Linked DNA regions of Rattus norvegicus: region 2 is linked to region 1. Evidence: chromatin contacts called from public Hi-C data. All regions are on one chromosome and are shown on one strand. Each heading gives the region's core, a stretch centred on a gene start, on an enhancer-like site or on the middle of the called end of the contact. The rest is flanking DNA. Distances are from core to core; before and after follow the strand shown.

Evidence for each region. A called contact is a pair of places that touch in the nucleus more often than the background predicts.
Region 2: a contact with region 1 is called in a Hi-C map of Schwann cells, with 3 times the contacts expected there. The contact joins two enhancer-like sites. A contact is called at or near these places in 2 of 12 Hi-C or Micro-C datasets (Schwann cells and kidney).

The regions. Positions count from the first base shown.
Region 1 is chr7:93,210,814-93,216,948 of GRCr8, forward strand. All of the region lies in intron 2 of LOC120093663 (a long non-coding RNA gene), which reads left to right. Among named protein-coding and RNA genes, the nearest start is that of Trib1, 120 kb to the left of the region's middle. Within about 2 kb of position 2,753, at least 27 of the 93 cell types and tissues checked have an H3K27ac peak or open chromatin away from gene starts, as enhancers often do. A contact at or near this core is called in Schwann cells, where this site is marked.
Region 2 is chr7:93,265,765-93,271,899 of GRCr8, forward strand. No RefSeq gene overlaps it. Among named protein-coding and RNA genes, the nearest start is that of Trib1, 170 kb to the left of the region's middle. Within about 2 kb of position 2,192, at least 22 of the 93 cell types and tissues checked have an H3K27ac peak or open chromatin away from gene starts, as enhancers often do. A contact at or near this core is called in Schwann cells, where this site is marked.

The sequences.
Region 1 (6,135 bases), core at 1,503-4,002:
CATGGGGTGGTAGGCTGGGCAGCCCAGGCCTGTTGCAACACCATCAGTTGTTGACTTGTGCCAGTACACTCACAGTTTTCTTTGGAGATGAAAAATCAGATTAATGTCATGAATCACACAGAACTGTGTGCACACCATCATTTGGAACTGATTCCAATGACTGCAGTATGGTTGTACTTAGTGACTGCATCCTATGTGGCGGGGCTGCACAAGTGTCACTTGTGCTTTCTCACTGAGTCCTGGCTACTACAGCTCTCCTGGATGGACACCGTCCTCCCTTCATCTAAGCCTTGGAGAGTGTGTGGAACTTGGCCAAGGCCATAGAGTTTGCATGTGCAGGGTTTACATGGGTCTTGTAGTGCTGAGAGGACAGACTTTGTAGAGCCCAGGCCAGCTCTCTACCACATGACTATATCTTTGGTCCTGAAGAGCTGACTTAAAAGGCACCAGTCACACCTAGGGTGAGCCAGTCTCTTGGTGAGAAAGGGCCAGGGAAAAGGGAGGAAGCCTGAGAATAGCTTCTGGCATTTGGGTAAGCTGATGCTTTCTTTTTCTTAAAATTAAATTAGATTATTTGTATGCACATGCATGCGCATGTGCCTGTGTGTGTTGAGGGCTGTGTATGTCACAACATGTATGTGGAGAGTGGAGGAAAACTTGGTGGAGATAGTTTACTACTATCTGTCTTTACAAGGACTCCCAGGTTTGAACTCAGGTCACCAGGTTTGTGTGGCAAACGCCTTTAACTGCTGAACCATGTTGCCAGCCCAAGCTGACAACTTGTGAGGTTGATTTAGAAAGCTGGATAATTTAAGACTTATCATAAGGTGCTTAGGGTGCAATACATTGGGAGACACTGGCAAAGCAACACAAAATCTGTTGGAGATTGGTTCTAATGCTTTGATTCAGTTGGGAATCTGTGTGTCCAAATGCTAAAGGTCCTTGTCCCCAGTTGGTTTTCGATAGATCAATGAAGGTGCCAGTGGCCAACATCTCCAAGGGGAGGCAGAACAGGACCCTTAGACTTACATGGGCTAGAACACGGAGTGGAGGAGACGGAGGATCACCATGATGCTGTGGGAGAAGGAAGACATTTAGAGCTGCAGAGGGAGGATCATCTGAAATGTAGGAGGAAAGGGAAAGTGGCTCCCCAGAAGGGTTGCCCAGAAGACCAATGGGCTTCACAGAAGGTAACAGGGCAATAAAGCTATAGGTAGATTTAGAAGGTGGTAAGCCATGAGTACTGATGGGAAATGTATGCTAACTGCGGGAGGATTAGAGCTGCCCAGGCTTTAAGTTAGATGGCATATTAAAAACGAGCCAGTGTGTGTGTGTGTGTGTGTGTGTGTGTGTGTGTGTGTGTGTCTTCCATTCATGAATCTGAAGAGTTCTTGGGTGGGTGGCTGAAAGCACATGACCCTCATGGAGCCAAAAATGGCGTAGCTAAAAATTCACCACTACAGAACCCACTGTCTACTTGGGAAACACATACTTATGAATTATTCTACTTGGTCCATGGTCAATATTGTCCAGCTGCACCAGACACTCTGAGGGACATCGGAGACACAGAGATGAATCAAACCTAGGGTGCTGAGTGTGAGACTGGGGTTTGGAGACTTGGCGTGCTGGCTCCATATGCTGTCTGCATGACTCAAGTACATTGCCTACTGAGTCCCAGGTTCCTCAGACTTTTCACCTGTAAAATGGGTCTTATAATATCAGCACTGTCCTCAGGAGCTGGTGGTGACAATATATGAGGGAAGCCTCTTGGTAAGTGAGCTAATTTGAGATTTTTAGAGCACTGCCTGTCATATAAAGTATGCTATGTAAGGTATTTCCTCAAGGAATTAAGTCTGTTGGCAGAAAAATCTCTCTCTCTCTCTCTCTCTCTCTCTCTCTCTCTCTCTCTCTCTCTCTCTCTCTCCAACCCTTCCTTTAAACAACTGAATAGTTGATCAGATCTATCATGTTCTTCATTTTGTGTTGGGTGCAGACTCTTTCCTTCTCGCCTCCCATCCTGGGATGGTGCTCCAGGGTCTGCGATATCCCAGCAGGTCTCTGTCATGAGAAAAAAACCACAGACTCAACGCATGTTATGGTTCTTCTCTGTTTTACACTACTGATCACAAGATGGGGTGAGCAAATGTGCAGGTGGGAGAGGCTGAGAGTGCAAGGTGCTTGGATAGTGTACAGCAAAATGCCACCCACTGGCCTGGGAGGGGAGGGGGCGAGTGGAGGGAGGAATAGTTTCCATTTTTGTCAGGGACCTCACTGTCCTGTGGAGCAGATGCAGCTGTCAGCCTCTGGCAGTGAGGATGGCAAGACAGAGCAGAGCAGAGCCCATATTTGGCCAGGGAAGAGGTTCACTTCTCTCCACACCCTCTGACTCACCCTCCCGGCCCGCCAGCCTGGGGCTGAGCTCACAGCCCTCTGACTCAGGCACTGTGGGGTACCCTCTTCAGAGAGGGAGGCTGCCTTAGCACCAAGCTGCAGCCTCTGGTGGGACTCTTTTTCTTTGTTAGTTCCTTCCCTTCGGGGGCTGAGCCTGATGCTGTCTTTGCTGCTGCCACCTGCCCTCATAAAATAAAAGCCCTTTCCACAGAGAATGGCCACTCTGAAGAGACCCCTGCATCCAGAAATGGGTCCTGCAAGGGCTGACTTGGTTTCAGGATATCACCCTTGCGAGTAAGCAGTAGGCGTCACTTGGGTAGAAGGAAGAGTTCCCTCTGATGGCAGAAGGGAAGTGGTGGGAATAAAGGGGTGGAGAGTTAGGTGCTCTTGATTCATTGGGGCCTCACCCTTCTCTAGGCTTCCCAGCTACATGTGTGAGCCAATCTCAAAGGAGATAGCAACTGTATAGGGAACTTTTCAGACTGGACGAGCGCAGGCTAGGAGGAGCCATGTTCAGTCCCTTATGGCTTTCTGTGTGGTCCCTGGAGAGTGAGCACTGCTTCCCCTTGGAACTGGTGGGAAATGTGGACTCTCAGCCCTGGCCCAGCCAGCTGACTGTTCTGACTCTTCTCCCGATGACTGGCAGGCATGCTGAACTTTGGTCAGCCCTGACTACTTGGCCATCTGGTGAATTTCACACCCCAGACCTACTTCCAGAGTTTGTCACTTTACTGGGCTCAGGTGTGTCCTGGGCACCTTCAGAGCTGCCTGGGTGACTCAAGGGTGCAGAAAAAAAGTTTCCACCATGCTCTAGTGAATCAGGGTGATGCTGATAAGCCAGGTCACATACTCCAGTGCACTTAACATCTGGTCAGGCACAGAAAGGAGCCAGCTAGGCTAGGCTTAGCACATGCAGACACATGTGAACTGCAGAGGACGGAGGGTGACTGTTATCAGGATGACACAGCCCAGTGGCTACAGGCTACTTACTGACCTGAAACCAATTGGATTACTGGCACACCTGAATGCCCATGAAACCAGGGGACCATATCTCCTGGAGTTTTAAGAAATGCCAAGAAATAGGGTCTGGGGAGATGGGTCAGTAGGTCTCTTGATGCATAAGTGAGAAGACAGAATCCATTAGAAGCCAGGTGGGCATGGTGCTCCGTCCTTAATCTCAGCATGTGGGAGATAAGAGATGTGATCCTCAGGGCAAGGGGGCTTGCTAGACCAGCCTAAAACAGTGAGCACTAGGTCTAGTGAGAACCCTTACCTCAGTGTAGAAGATGAAGAGTGTTAGAAAAAAGTCGGCATCAATCTTGGCAGTGCACACTCACCTGCACACATGTGAATCTACATATGCTCGAATGCACACAACACACCCACACTCAAAAGAGACAAAAACAAATGCCAAAAGGAGAGCTCTTTGTGAAATGTCTCCTGATTTAACTGTGATCTCATGTACAAGACTTGCATAGGTCGAAGCCAGACAGGGTTCCAGAACACAGAGTCCCACCCCTAAAGAAGTTCTTTGCAATTAATACCCAGGAACAAAAGGAGTGTTGCTGGGTATGCCAATCATGCTCTAGGGCAGCCCCCATGCCTAGGAGTAGTTGGACAATGCAAAGCAAACTCCATTTTATTTGAAAGTATACCGTGCTCCAAAGTAGTCTAAATGTGGCCTGGGGTCTACTGATACACACCATCTCTAACCCAACTCTCGTGATCACCGGCTCCAGTTTTCTGAAACTCTCCTGTCTGTGTCATGGAAGGCCCTCATCTTATTCAAACAAGGATGGAGGTCTCAGTGGAGTGGCCCCGGTAAAGTGTCACTTCCTGGCTTGCCAGCATCTACCACACCCATGAAACTTGGGTTGATACCTATTTGCTTGTGGTGGTGGTCATCTGACCTAGTCGTTACGGACCTTGCTTTATTAATAAGATGGAGACAATTAATCATAGGCTTGTGGTAAGGCTTTTAAATGGGCCGTGCACATGAAACAGTCCCGAACAGTATTAGCTGCACTCGCAGTCACCAAATGCTACGTGAATGCTACCTGGTATCCTTCAGTTTTTGCACCAGAGGATTGAGTAAGGAAAGCACCACTGATCAGTGTGAGTTCCTCAAATGCCTTGGCTCTAGGTCTGTCAGAGAAAGTGCAACACAGAGCAGAGGACCAGAGAGCTGGGTGCTGAACACAGGGACTTAGAACTGTGGTCAGTTAACGTCTCTATGGCTCATGACCTCAGTTGTGAGCTGTGTTAACCACAATCACCTACGAGGATGCTGTGGGACCAATGAGGGGATGTGTGTGACTGGGAGATCCTTTTAGGAGATGCCTTTCAGGTAGGAGGATGTTCTGCTTTCAATCTGAAGCGCTCCCTGACTGGGGTGTGTTTTCAGTACTTGGTGCCGAGCTGGCGATGGTGTTTCAGTAGGTTCTGGAAACTTTGCCTGGTAGTAGCTAGGTGGCGGGAGGTCATTTCCTGTTGCTCTCTCTGCCTCTTGCCTGCTGTGACATTATCAGGCTTCACATAACTCCTGCTGTCATGATGCTCTGCCACAGTGCATGGGGCCAAGTGATTCCAGGCAGAGAGTCCCCTGAAACCAGGAGCTGGAATTAATCATGCTTTCTTGTCTCTGTCAGAATTCTGGTGCGCAGCCACATAAACGTAACAAATACAGGAACTGCTCCTGCCTTATGCTTCATGAATACCTCCAAGGAAAGGCCTGTGGAAAAATGGAAGCAATAGCTGTGTTGTAAAGATACATAAATGTTGAATAAAACTTAATTGGTCACTACGAGATGTTTTATGACCTCAAAAAGGAATGTTGTTGTGACCTCACAATGGCATTATGCCTTAGTGAGTTTTAGGTGGGTGTCTTGTGGTCAGAAGTTCAAAACTCTTTATAAAATTGCTGTAAGAAGAGTCTGCTGTCCTCAGCCATGGCATGATTTTTACATACATTTCACTTATGAAACGACCCTTTGGCCAGGAAGTGGTGACACTTACCTTTAATCCCAGCACCTGGGAGGCAGAGGCAAGTGGATCTCTGAGTTTGAGGCCAGCCTGGTCTATAGAGTTGAATGTGAGGACAGCCAGGGCTGCATAGAAAAACTCTGTCTTGAAAACCCAAAACAAAACAATAGAAGAGTGACCTTTTGTACATAGTTGGTCAACTTTGCAGTTGGGTCTCTTTGTTCAAGAGCTACACAGTTAATATAATTTCTGTTATCCACAATCCCCCTAAGACTTTGGTCTGGCAATAGTTATTTAGTTCAAGGTTCTGTAGGCAGGTCTGCGGTCTAGGTTATGCTTGGATGGTTTTGGTTGGGCTCATTCAAGGGTCAGTGGTTGGCTGGTTATTGGCGAGTGGCTAGACTGGAACATTATGTAGTTTTCCAGCAGGCTGGCCTGGGCTTACACACTGGTGACTGGTACTTCATAGGAAAGCAGTTTTTTTAGCCCTTGAGTTAGTCATGCTATTCACTTTATGTTGACTGAAACATCCCAAACCCAGAGAGTGTATTGTCCAAGAATACGGATGTGGGAAGAGATGGAAAGCTTCAGATACCACTTGACTATGGTGATAAGTAGATGTTGTGCGCATACAGCTCCTAATAAAGTTAATGTCAAGGGCTAATTGATGGGAGGATAAACCTGAAAGTTAACCTTCATTAGGGAAGCAGCATATACAGGTAAACATCCAAAAGCAAGGAACATACTAAAGAAAAGTAGTCT
Region 2 (6,135 bases), core at 942-3,441, 54 kb after region 1:
TGTAGTATTGCTACTGTTAAGAGTCATAATGTAAATATCTGATATGTACTTCTTGTCATTCAACCCCCAAAGGGGTCACTGCCCCCTGAGAATTGCTGCTCTAGGTTATTACAGTTGGACTGTGGGCTCTTCTGCTTCTGGCTACACAGGACTGAGAAGTGCCTGTCTCAGCTCCTTCACACTTAAAATGGGCACAAGGAGAGAAACACTACTAATCCAGTAAAATTATAGAAGGTTCTTAAGCTGCTAGAAGGAGGATGTATGCTAATGTACCCCAAGAAGGGCAGGGGCCTCTTCATAGAGCAGGGTCTGTGATCTCATGGCTGCTATGCACTGACTTGATTAGTGCTGAGCTGCTGACAGCCTCCAGGAGCAGAGGGTATTGAAGGGAGAGGCAGACCCAAGGTATGTGTTGCCCAGGCAACACCAATAAGAAGGTAGATTCGACAGGAAAGTGACGGGCACCTAAACTGACCCCAGTGGAGGGTCATTGGTATGAAGGGGTTGTTAGTGTTAATTGTCAACTTGACCGAGGCTAGAATCATCTGAGAGGTGGAAGCTGGGCATGCTTGTGAGGGAGCATCCTAGGTGAACTCATGTGGGGGAACCCATTGTAACCACGGCTGAGGATGTTGTATGTAAGAATTTGCATGCGCATTCGTATGCATATATACATTTGGCTGGGATCCTGTAAATAATGAGTAGAAAAAGGAAGCTAAGGCCCAGAATGCATTCTCTCTGTGTCCTGACTGTGGCTCTGCTGTGGTCAGCTGCCTCAGGTTCCCGGTGCCTTGAATTCCCCATCACGATAGACGCCTTTACTATGAGCTGAAACAAACCCTCTGTCCTGTGAGTTGCTTTTTGTAGGGATTTTTCTTTTAAATCACAGCAACAGGCAAAGAAATTGGAACAGAGGAACACCACACACACACACACACACACACACACACACACACACACACACACACACTTTACATCTGGTTTACCCATTCAGAACTAAGATTCATGTAGCTTGCATTGCCTTAGGGCAAGGGTCTTGGAACAAAAGTGGACTTGGTCAATGGTGTGAATTCTATTAGGGCTTTGCTTTATCCGTTCAGTCAGCGTGTATTATTCAACTAAAAAACCATGCCAAGCTCTATTTTCTTTAGAGAACCCAGTTTGCTTCCACAATCATCAGCACTGAGAGCCTAGTTCCCCTCTGCAACTCTGTGTTTACAGAGATGGGAAGTTGAGACCCGAGAGGGAAGAGTCTTGGCTAGGTCTGGGGAGTATAGGATTTAAACGGGCTAGTTGGGCACACCAGTTTTCAAGGGTTTGTGAGCAGGCATGATGGTGTGTGTGTGTGTGTGTGTGTGTGTGTGTGTGTGTGTGTGTGTTGGGGGCCGTTGGTATGTCTGTAGACTGAAGGCTGGAGGTCAAGTCTGTGGTTTTTTTTTTTCTTTCTATTAATTAGTAAGCTATATGCTGATGGTGCAGAGAAACAAACTGCTCTCCATGCCTTAAGGGCCTCATAGGATCCATGTAGGCAAAGCATTTGTTAGATGCTAAGTCTGGCAGAGGAATGTGCAAGGTGCCTTGAGACCTAAGCCTCGTGGCTAGACCCAAGTGGATTTCAATTACAGCCCTGTCACTCACTGTGTGACCTTGACTTACTTAGCCTCTTTGAGCCTTGGTTTTCCCGTCTAGGAAGGAGAGTGAAGAAAGCTATCTACTGGCCCTGATGGCTAAAGAGTAAATGAGATGTCATCCGTATAGTGTGTGGCTCAGCAAATGGAGGCAGTGGTCCTGTCAGCATCAGGGGCTGGCTGGGCAAAGCCTTCAGCATCTCTAAGCGTCTGGGAGCCTGAGATGCTCTCACTTCACACTGAGGCAGAGAAGGGCACTGTGCTGGGTGAAACTGTGGTTGTTGAGCAAATGTAGGTATCGCTCTCAGGATGGTTAGCCAATCCTAATGAGGGTGGGGCAGACACAGAGACAGCGAGGTCTGTCAAAGTCCAGTGAGTCACCGTGGGTCCAGGCCAAGCTAGTTCCCCCCCCCCCCATCTCTTGTCCCTTTCACCCACTGCCCTTCTGTCTTCCACACTGCTCTGCCTCTTCTGCAGCCCCACTGCCTTCTGGACACACTGCAGAGCTGGAGCTCTGGGCCTGGGTTCCAGCTCTTTGTCTGCCAGCAAAGTCCTTGAGCAGGGAGTGGGCCTTACCCTGGGCCTGAGAAAGAAGTCAGGCTTGCTTGGAATGCAGTTGCAAAAGAGGTTACAAGAGAAGGCTGAAATCAAGTGATGTCGAGAGGTTTTGTTATTTTTGAAAAAATGACTCATTCTGAGAAACCCTAGCTGCCTCCCAGAGTATTCACCTAGGTGCCTGTGAGTGTAACTCTGCTCATTGCAGGGAGAGAGACACTGCTCTTGCTGTTGCTGCAGACACAGGGAGGAGGGTTGGAGGAGGCTGGGAGGAGGGCGGGAGGAGGGCCAGGTTAATAGGAGGAAAGCTGGAAGGTGGCTGTGTCACTCTGGGTGGGGGTGTGTTTTATTCTTGAGTCTTTTCCTCTAAATCGGTCTGTTTAAGACACCACACCCATCTGTTTGGAAGCTATAGGTTCTTTGACTTGAACTGAATTTCTAGATGGTGTGTGTATGTGTGTGTGTGTGTGTGTGTGTGTGTGTGTGTGTGTCTGTGTCTGTGTGTCTGTGTCTGCATGTGTGTCTGTGTATATGTCTGCATGTGTTCTCTGTGTGTCTGTGTGTTTGTATGTATGTGTCTGTGTCTGTGTATGTGTCAGCATGTGTGTCTCTGTGTGTTGTATGTATGTGTGGTATGTGGTGTGTGTGTGTGTGTCTGTGTATGTGTCTGCATGTGTTCTCTGTGTGTGTCTGTATGTGTATGTGTCTGCACGTATGTCTCTGTGTGTTGTACGTATGTGTGTTGTATGTTGTGTGTATGTGTGTGTGTGTGTGTGTGTGTGTGTGTGTGTGTGTGAGTGTGTGTATGTGTATTCCCACTTCATACGCAAAGGAAATGGATTCACAGAAAGCTTAAGCTATTTCCTCAAGATGGGGTGGGGAAAAGAAGGGGAAGAAAGAAGAGACAGAGACAGGAGAAGGTGCCAGAGGACAGAAGGGAGAGGAGAGAAGAGGGGAGGGCTCTGAGTAAGAGGCTCAGTCTTGAGATACACCAGGGCTGAGTTCCACCCTGCACCTGTGAGTGTCCTCATTGTCATGGAATGTTAAGGAGCATAGTGTTAGGTGGTGGCTGGGCTTCCGTTCCGCAGCTAGCCTTAGCTATCTGGGTGACCTTGAGGACACATGTTCTGTTGCCACACCTGAATGTCCTATCTGTAAAAGTGTGGTGAGGTGTACATAATTGGCACAGAGCTTTGAAAACATGGTAGGCATTATTAGAATATACTGGAAAACTTGTTCTGGTGCAGAGTATTGTCGCCTGCCTCAAGTTCAGATTCACAGTTGCAGGAAGGTGTCTGGGAGCCTGCATTTCTGACCATTCTAACCTGTCCAAGACCCTCAGTTTGAGGAACCTGGACTGGGGTGATCTCTAACATTCAGTGATTCTGTGTTTAAAGGGTTTCTAGACTCCGAGTTCTTTGCTGGATGCTCAGAACACAGACAGATGCATCAGATGAAGCGCCCATCTTCTGCGCCTAGCAGTGAGGGTATGGAAATAGTCAGAAGCTGAGGCAGCCTGCATGGACTTCAGGGAGCAGGCACTGGGGGAGCCTTTGAGCCTCAGCTGTCTCTGATTTGCAGGCTGCTGGAAGGATGACTTTTGGTTAGAGGGCAATCATGAGGTGCTTTAGACATGGCCCTCAGGAAGAGCTTCACTCTTTGCCTGGGCGCTGGCTTCAGTGCTGCTAAGAGAGAACTCTAGCTCTGCCCTATGGAGTCATCAAGGCCAATTCAGTTGGGTCCTAGAACACCGGAGCGTGTGGTTCCTGATGGCCTGCATCCTGGGACCACAGACATGCATTTAATATAGCTTATACCTATACAATCATATAGATTATTGTATATGCACATACACACAATTTTTATCATGCAGAGTCTATATTTTCAAAGTCTCCCGTGTGCTAATGTTTGCATGCGGTCCCCAGGAAGGTTCTTAAAGAACTTTCTTAGCCATTCGTGGTTGTGGTGTGAAATTTGGACTAGCTTAACACCTATGCTCCTGAGGATGTAGACCAAACCAACGTCCATGCTTCTCACTTTAGTTCATACTGTAAAATGTTCTGTGAGACATTTAGTTCCATGGTTTGGCCATTTTTGTGCTTTCTTTTGGGGGTGAGGTGCTCCCCATAAATGTTGTCTGATGTTCCTAATTAAGAGGGGGCTTCTATTCACTTGAACAGTGAATGTGCCGCTTAGATAAACTTCCTACAGCCTGAGATAGTGCTGTTGCCTGTGAAATTGGTGTGCATGTATCGAGTTTATTAAATAAGATACTGTTCATAAAAACACGTCAAATAAGGATGTGTTTGGATGGTTGATGAAATGTTATGGCCAGAGGCTATGAAAAGCCTAACTCTCTGTTTCCCCTTGGAGCATGGTTTAATAATTAAAATATTCATGGCAGTTCAATGGAACATAACTACTACAAGGAATAATTGACTGCACTTGTATTTTTGACTGTGGGTCCTCGGATGCTCATAGATGTGTGGATATGTGTATTGGTGCATATTCTCTCTAAGCTGCCACTGAGTGTATAGCAAATACGGTTATCTAGTTAACTCGCACTTTCAAGAGCTGAGTGACCCTCCCAGTACAGGTAATCATTAGAAGCTTTCTTAGTTCTTAGTAATCGGGTAGCAATCTTCACTCAGTTTAGCCACCCCTCTGCTGCCTACATTTGAGCAAATGCCCTGAAGTTTTCCTTAGCTGCTGAGGACACACTTCAGTTTACAAACCCTCCCAAACTCTGTTTAAACACAAGTGTACAACCTGTAGAGCCTTATCTACTGTGGTGTCACAAGATGCGCTAAAAGTTTTAAATCAGAGAGGATGGCTCCTCTTTGCCTTATCTGTGATGTAGTTGACCATTTCCTGCATTTGATGGGTGAGTTTGGCTTTTGTGGTAGAGGCAGAGATGGTACACTGCTTAGCAGGGCTTCTTCAGGACCCCTTTGCGGGAACACCAGAAGTGAGATACTATAATGGCTGTGGGTGAGGAAGAGAGGAAGGACTGGGCTGAGGCAGGAGGCAAGCTCTGCTCTTTGCATCTGTGCTCTGGTTAGCATTCTCTCTGAGGTCATGCCAAGCCTCTGCAGTGTATTTCTGAGAAATGTACCAGGAGCCTGAAAGCCCCCTCAGACCTTTACTGGGTTAGGAGGGAGAAATAACCTCCCTGGTTGCCAAGGCGATGACCATACAGAGCCCAAGAGAGTGGCTTCTTTGACCCTGCTGGGGACAGGTGGTAGTGGAGTGGGGGAAGGGAGGATCTGGGTGTTCTATGGCTTCTGTCGCTGAGGGCAGACTCCTCCCAGGCCTTGGTTGGTCAGTGGAGCGAGAGGAAGCACCGAGGCTGAAGAAACCAGAGGTTGGCAGTCATCCCACATAAACACGCTCTGTCGCTATGAATTATTTCCACGGTCTGTGGAAGCTGGGCAGAATCTTTGACAGGCTCATTAATAAGGAACCCCGAGGATCTTGCTGTGGTGGCTCAGATTCCTTGGGGTTGGGGGTGCATGGAGGAGTGAGTGGGACATTCCTTTTTCCTCAGAGTGCCCCCCACCCCACCCAGATTAGAAATTTGGTGTGACCTTTCCTTCCCAGGAGCCTTTTAGAGCTCCAGTCTCCTCAGGAAGAGGCTCTGAGGATTGTGTTTCACACATGGTCTCTCTCAGTGTCCTGATAGAGCAGGTCAGCTTCCCAAGCTTCTCCATGGATACCCTGACTTCTGCCCCAGACCTCTGCATCACATGCCTTCTCTGTTTGAACTTTTTGTGAGCATCATTGGAAAAAGTCATGTGTCATGCTCTGAGCAGTTTCCACTCCCCAGGGAAGGCTAGGGGCTCATTCCTTGTGCTACCGTTGCTGTCTGCAATAACTTGTGACCTGCAACCTAGCCATTCCCCCGAGAGAGATTGCTTTTCTTCAAGCACAATGTAAGGATCATGGCAATTCG